Regions from separate parts of the Mus musculus genome. Here region 1 is linked to region 2. The links are chromatin contacts, called in public Hi-C maps. All regions are on one chromosome and are shown on one strand. Each heading gives the region's core, a stretch centred on a gene start, on an enhancer-like site or on the middle of the called end of the contact. The rest is flanking DNA. Distances are from core to core; before and after follow the strand shown.

Region 1 (3,948 bases), core at 513-3,012, 500 kb after region 2:
TTAAAAGAGTCTGAAGTTTTTGGATATTGAAACACATTATCATTTACAAAGCTACAGTAATATTTGAAAATGAATGTCTTTTTTTTTTTTTTTGATACAGGCTTTTACTGTGTAGCCTTGAACTCAGAGATCCCCCTGCCTCTGCCTTGGAGTGCTGAGATTAAAGGCATGTGCCACCACCTGGATCAGATTCTCTTATTACTTTCACTGAAAATAGGTAGCAGAGGAAAGTATGAAACTTTGCTTTTGTGGACCATATTATTAAGCAGTCTCGCATCTCATGCTGATGAATATTTAATTAACTTTTCAGAAGAGAAAACAAACAGGAGGAGAAGTGAACATTCAGTAGACAGAAAGCAATAAAGGTCTTAGAAGTTCTAAGTGATGGTGGAGGGGGCAGTAATCCCCTTTAATTGAGAAAAGTCAGCATGGCAGCAGATTACAGGATCTACTCCATCTCCACTGCTCCGTTCCTTTCTCCCTCCCTTTCTTGCTGCTTGCATTTCAACTGACTTTGACTATACTTCACAGATACAACCGGGAAGCCCCAAATACTCAATTATTACTGATTGGTCGTTTGTCCTTGGAATATGAGAATAATTACTAAAATAAAGTGTCTAGCTATTCTGGAATCACTTCCTTATATACAGATATGACATTTGTAGATTTGATTATCACTTTTTTAAAAATGCCTCTGTGGGTAGAATGGTGATAGATAGAGTGGAATGAAGAAACAGGAATGTAAATTGATTCTGAGGGATCAAAGTCCAGCTACAGGACAGCCAAACGGACTTTCAATTTAGAAAGCAAAGATTGATCATTAAAAAGTATACAGAAATATATGCCTTGTGATGTTGTATAGGACAGCTGTGGTTGTTGTGCTTAAGCCTCGGCCAATTATTTAATAAATTACTAAGCTCAAATCACAAAACTAGAATTCTCGCTGTGGCACAGGATCAGCTCCGGGCGCCAGAGGGAAACCGGAAGGCTCCTGTCCCAGGACGCTCCTCGGTTCCTGTGTCCTGAGGGTTCTGGGAGGGTCCTTCTTAGCAGAAGTGGCGGTCTTACCTAAAACTAGAATTCTCAATGACAAAGAGTCCAGTGAGAGTTTATACAGGAGCCTGTCATGGAATGAATTTAAGCCACAGCTTGTAGTTCTGTGTAGATTCAATATACGACAAGAACCAAAACTTCTTAAATATGCTAGCAACTGGCAACTCCTATATTAATATGTTCTACAAGTTAGGGGCTGGGAAGAGAAGAGCAGCTCTGGGATAAGCCTGGCATTACAACCCTGAGTAGAGTGGCTGTCGTTAAATGCAGGCTTTAAAACCTCTAGCTTCTGAAATGATTACGAAACACGCATGTGTTAGCGAACGGTGATTTGGACTCAGGAAGTTGTTAAAGAAAGCACATCTCCAAGCTCAGTCGCACGGGTTGTTCACACACTCAATGCTTGCCATACGTTCTTACGGCCATAGCCGTAAGGGTCCCAAAACATTGAGTTCTAAAACCTGTGTTCAGACAATAAATTAAACGCAAACCTGAAGGCAGTACTTGCAAGCAGTCAGGAGTGAAACCCAGAACAGAGAAAGAGGGCAGAGAGTAACAGTGTGGTCAGGACAGGCTTCCCTGAAGAGAACACTTAAAGGAGCAAATGGTGCTATAACAGAAACAACGATGATCCGAGGCAGTGAGAACCACAAACACAGTTCCCAGCACAGAAATGAGCCTAAGGCAGTTGTAGAAAGAGAAAGTGCCGTTCAGACACTTGGTCAATCAACCCAGCCTGAGATCCAGGCCCGCCCAATGTTTGCCAGGGGTTGGCCAATACAAAACAGATTCCGGGGGGTTTTTGTGTGCTTGTTTTGTTGTTTTGATTTGTGATTTTGTCGTTTGTTTGTTTTGGGGAGGGGTTATTTTTGGTATGTTTGTTTCTTTTGTTTTTTTTTTTTTTTTTTTTTTTTGGTCTTTTTTTGTCCTTTTGGTTTGATTTTTTTTTCAAGAAAGAGAAAAAAAAGAATATGAATTTGGGTGGAGAGAGAAGTAGAAAGGTTCTAGGAGATACTGAGAAAGGGATAAGAATATGATTAAAATCTATTTGTGATTTTTTTTTTCTAAGAAAAAAGCAAGATGGGCAGGAGAGATGACTTGGCGGCTAAGAACATCAGTTCTTCTAGAGCACAGGGTTCAGTTCCCAGCTCACACCTGTTTGTAATGTCAGTTCCAGGTCTCTGACATCCTCACACAGACATACATGCAGGCAACACAGCCATGAACATAAAAATAAATTTTAAAAAGAACGAAAGAGAAAAGTACGCATCACATAGAGAAGAATGCAGGAACTGAGGCTGTGTGAGAGTTGAGGTCTCGGGGGTGTGTTTGGGTCATGCGTGTAGTCTAGAAGTGGATCCACCAGCAAATGATGCTGAGGAAGACTTGCACGTGAGACTTTATAATCAACAAGAAAGGAAGACTTGGATTTTTATCTGAGTAACTGGGTGAAGGGCACTGTGTTTGTCGAAGCGGACTAATTTGTGAAGAGTGGATTTTGCAGGAAAGTGTGGGGAAGAGATGGAAATCAAACATGGTACATCAACGTATCCGAAATGTGATGCCTTTGGGTACAAATACAGGTGACAACTGGACACTGTCTGCTACTTGGGAAAAAGATGGGGGGAAGACATCTGTTTGGGAGTCAATAACATGTGCCACTGAGACTAAAGTTTAAATAATGTAGGTATGGATATATATTCATATATAGGTTTTATATATGAATGTACACAAGTATGCAAATAGATACTTTAAAAGTATATGTATATGCATGCATATATGTGCATGTATGCATACATACATATATATGTATATATATATGTATATATATGTGTGTGTGTGTATATATATATATATATATACACACACACACATAGGTACATGTGGACATTTTTAGTTGAGTTACAAGATAGCAGGTTTCCATGTGCCTCTTTCGTATGTTTCAATTTGGTTAAATTTCTTTTCCCACATCCCTCATATTCTATACCCCACCCCCTGCCCCACCCCTTCCCTGCCTAAACTTATCTATTCCCCTATTTATATGAACTATCTTCTACTATTTCCTCCTCATTCAATGGACCATTAATAGACTCTTCTTTTTCTGGCTTCTGCAGGTCTGCCAGGGTGGCCACACAGTGTTTGAGATTTGCAACTAGGACCACATAGGAGGGGGAAATGTGTAGCTTTTGCCTCTCTGGTCCTAGTTCATCTCACTCAGGAAAAATGTTGGTTTCTTTCCCTAAGTTTATCCGTTGACTGATAAGTTTTATAATTTAATTTCTCTTTACAACTTACTAGAATTATACTCTCTGTACCATATTCTTTTTATTCATTGGTCAGTTGGCACATATCTAACCAGATTCATTTCCTTGCTGCTGTGAAGAGGGCAGCAATGAACGTGGATGCACAAGCATCTCTGTAGGAGGATGTACAGTCCTCCAGGTACAGAGTTGGGAATGGAATATCTGGAACGACTCCTAACCTTCTGAGGAATCCACGCACTGATTTCTACAGCAGGTAACCAGTTCACACTCTGATGAAAGATAAAAAAGGGTTTTTCCTTTTCCATAGCCTTGCCAATTCACATTGTCATTTACTTTTTTTTTGATGGTGGCCATTCTGATAGGCCAAGATAGAAAACGGTCAAATCCCTGTACTATTCTTCACAGAAATAGCGGGGGGGGGGGTGTGGATCTTAAAATTCACATGGAAACACAAAACATCCTGAAAAGTCAAAACAATACTCAGCAAAAATAATAATGTCAAGGTAGTACCATGCCTGCTCTCAAGTTATATTACAGAGCCCCTGCAATGAAAATAGTATGGTACTGTAATAAAAACAGAGGCATAGACCAATAGAATAGAGTAGAAGGAAGATCTAGATTTAAGTCTGTA
Region 2 (3,585 bases), core at 798-3,297:
TCTTGTAGTTGACCTTTCTTTTCTGAGGTGAAGAGATGTCTTTCCTGGGCATTCCTCTCCTCCTGGGCTCCTAGAAAGGATTAGGTAGAGCCATGTCACAAGGCCACACCCAAGCCAGAGAGAGGCTACAACAAAGGTTTTTAATGTTTTTGCCTGTTCCTGTAGGAGGCAGCTTCTGTGAGCTCTGGCAGAATCTTCTGGAACTTTGTACCACAGTGTTCCCATTTCAGAAGGAAAGTCCAGACATGAAGTTTGATTCTTACCTAGTGCACCACTGTAAAAAAAAAAAAAAAAAAAAAAAAAAAAGAGTGAGGAATAGTTTTTTTCCTTTTCCTTCTTTTGGGGGTGGGATGGGGAGGGCAGTTCTTCTAAAGGACTCTGTACATTGGACTCTCACCAAAAAAAGAAAGAGATCCACATCAACCTTAACATAGTCCCTTCACTATGCTATCATTTTGTCAGAATGTTTAGCCATAAAGAGAAAACCATGTGAAAAGTCCTAATCCAGATAGAGCACAGAAGCTGGGAAGATGGCCCAGTTGGTAATATATTGGTTCAGCAAGAAAAAAAAAAAAAAAAAGACCTTGGTACCCATGTAAAATAGCCAAGTAAGGTGACTTGGGATTCCAGCATTAGCAAGGTGAAAACCGGTGGTCCCTGGGACTGGTTGGCCAGCCACTCGAGTCTACCATGTGAATCCTAGGCCAGTGAGAGAGGCCATTTTAAAAGCAATGTGCCTGGTGCTTGAGGAATAATGCCTGAGGTTTTTCTTTCACTTGCACATGCAGATGTATGTGTGAACACACTAACACACAAGAATAAGGCACAACCCTACTGAGGACGCACACAGAAAAGTCAAAGAAGCTGGTAGAATGGTTTCATGGAGTGTTTTTATCCCTTCCAGGACTTATCCCAGTGTGGTTGGATTCTTATGTGTACCAGCAGCAGAAGAATAATAGAAATAATAATTTTCCCCCAGTCCCAATGGCTATTCAGGTGTGAGCCCCATACTTGCTTTAACACCTAGCTTCTGTGACCAGGAAAAGTAGAACAGTGAGCTGGCTTGTGGAGAATTCATAATTAGCCACGTGACCTATGAGACAGCTTAGGCCTGATCATCACATGATCTTCACATGCTCTTGTTTATTGTGCATCGGGGTTACATGGAAGCTCTTTCACAGCACTCCCCAAAACACAAATATTTAAACGCATTCCCCCCAAAGCTTATATGAAATTCTAAGTGGCATACTAAATATGTCTACAGTGCCACAAGTGGAGAGAAACTAGTGGGTATTTTTGTTATGCTAGACACACTGCTGTATGTCTGACATCTTGGATTTATTTAATCTCAAAATAACTTACTGAGTTATTCTTTCAGGCCATTGATTCATTCAGGGTCATGTAATCTCATGGACATCACCAAGAGAAGGAGAATTATTGCCAAAGACCATGCCTGTAAGGGAAGATATGTAGACGTTTTGTAAATACCTGATAGGGTTGCCCCCAACCCCAGCCTCAGACTGTATCTTTGTTTGTCTACTGAAATAGAATTTCTGCTTTGGATTGAATTTTAAACCAGTTCTTAACACCCAAAACAGAACTCGTGATTATTAGAGAGATAGCCAATCAGAGATATTTTCTTAAGAGTGAGTTGCCTACTTTCCGCTGCTCCCTGGCAAGGGGAGGCACATTCTTTGCAATTCACAGCATTGTACATTCCAAACTTGGTAGGTCACTCATTAATTATTCTCAGGAAGAGTGGTCAAAGTTCCCGTCCTCCTTTGGGTGAGAATGGTATAACAGCAAAGTACAAATCTCCGGATATATAGTAGTTAAGCAGTGCCTGATAGGACACCCCTGGGAAACGAGAGCAGACACTTCTTTGGTTCTTCCATGGAAGAGAGGCCAGCTTGAGGGGACACATGGCCTCTGGGCATTCCTATCCTAACTGAGGAAACTCAAATTGTAGCACAGACTCGATTAGACTCTCGAGCTGTGTGTTGGCTCTTGAGATCCATGTGGTACAGTGAGGACTTGCAGCAGCCAGTGGGAGGGAAGGGTTGGAGAGAGAGGAAGCTGGACACAGAGTATGATGAAATCACAGTGATGGACTTCTGTCAGTTCTGGGAAAAATGTGGAAGAAAGGATGTAAAGGTGAACATTAGACTTAAAAAAATATGCTATGTGAAGATTATCTTTCTAGATGTACTTTTTAAAAAAATGTTTCCTGGGAATTTAGACTGTTTAATGTGTTACTTTATGGTAGGTAAGTCACTTGATCATGTACTTAAGAATTAAACATCATTCATTATATATTTAATAAGTGTTGGCTGAAAATGGTTCATATGTTTTTGACAACATCAGAATGAAATGGAAGTGTACTTCGGAAGTACCAACCAGAAATGAAAGAAATTCAAGCAAATACTGATGTGTCCATTCTTTAGCTTGATTCATGAGTGTTGGAATATCCACAAGGTCTCAGCTACCTGTTCTATAAGCTATTAGTGAGGGCTAAGACCTTAAAAATCTTACACACACACACACACACACACACACACACACACACACACACACACACACACACACACACACATCTGTATTTTCCCAGTTAATGATGTACAAAGATCTTGTGAGAAATGTGTTGTTTTGTTTTGTTTGTTTCTTTGAGACAGGGATTCTTTGTGTAGTCCTGGCTGTCCTGGAACTCACTCTGTAGACCAGGCTGACCTTGAGCTCAGAAATCTGCCTGCCTCTGCTTCGAAAGTGCTGGGATCAAAGCTGTGCGCCACCACTGCCTGGCAAGAAATATGTTTTTGAATAGAACCAATAATTACAGAGGGATACTAAAAACTATGCTCTTGGTCTTTAAATTTAAAAATGTGAGGCCAAGAGCTTACAGTTCAACTTTGTTACCCCAAAAGGACAGCTTCATATTACAACGGTGCTTAAAAAATTTAGCATACCCTTCCAGGACTGTGATTTTAAGTGACCTTTTACTCAGAGGAATGTATTTTAAAATCTAATGTAGTTCAAAAAGGAAAATTCCCATTGATGATTCTCTGGCTGGGGATCTGTTTGCTTCTCCCAGTATTTCTGTTGTTCCCCAGCTCTTGACTGAAACAAATTCTGTGTGAATTTAGAGCTGGACAGGGTACCACCAATTACACAGAATCCTTAGCATTTCCTATAATCACAAACCAAGCAGCCACAGGGCAGGCCTGCTAGTCCTTGCTACTAGTGACACACGAATGTAGACAATTGGATATGGTCATGGGTTTCTCAGTAATTCTCTTGGGAGGAGATTTCCTCTGGTCTTAAGCATGGATCCGTGAGAATGTCAAAACTAGGCTCCCTGCCTGGTTACTGAAGAGGTCATGCTGATATGCAGAACTGAAAGGAGGTTTCCTTCATGCCTTGTGAAGCCAGGAAGAGGCAGACTCAAAAATGGAAACTGGATTGCCCTAGTATTCAGAGAACATGGAAACATTTTCGATGGCTATTCCAGAGATGTTTTTGTAAAGAGACTTAAAGATTCCAAATGAAACCTGAGCATAAAGAGCTGGAATAGATAGAGGTGCTTGACAT

The links. Hi-C and Micro-C count contacts between places; a contact is called where the count stands out from the background.
Region 1: a contact with region 2 is called in a Hi-C map of liver, with 2.6 times the contacts expected there. The contact joins two enhancer-like sites. A contact is called at or near these places in 3 of 484 Hi-C or Micro-C datasets (liver, nephron progenitors and pancreatic cancer cells) and 1 of 115 datasets of contacts at active chromatin or transcription factors (embryonic limb bud).

Annotation. Positions count from the first base shown.
Region 1 is chr8:32,026,534-32,030,481 of GRCm38.p6, forward strand. It overlaps a transcript of Nrg1 not described here. Among named protein-coding and RNA genes, the nearest start is that of Gm26578, 19 kb to the left of the region's middle. Within about 2 kb of position 1,763, at least 5 of the 459 cell types and tissues checked have an H3K27ac peak or open chromatin away from gene starts, as enhancers often do. A contact at or near this core is called in liver, where this site is marked.
Region 2 is chr8:31,523,519-31,527,103 of GRCm38.p6, forward strand. No RefSeq gene overlaps it. Among named protein-coding and RNA genes, the nearest start is that of 7420700N18Rik, 160 kb to the left of the region's middle. Within about 2 kb of position 2,048, at least 25 of the 459 cell types and tissues checked have an H3K27ac peak or open chromatin away from gene starts, as enhancers often do. A contact at or near this core is called in liver, where this site is marked.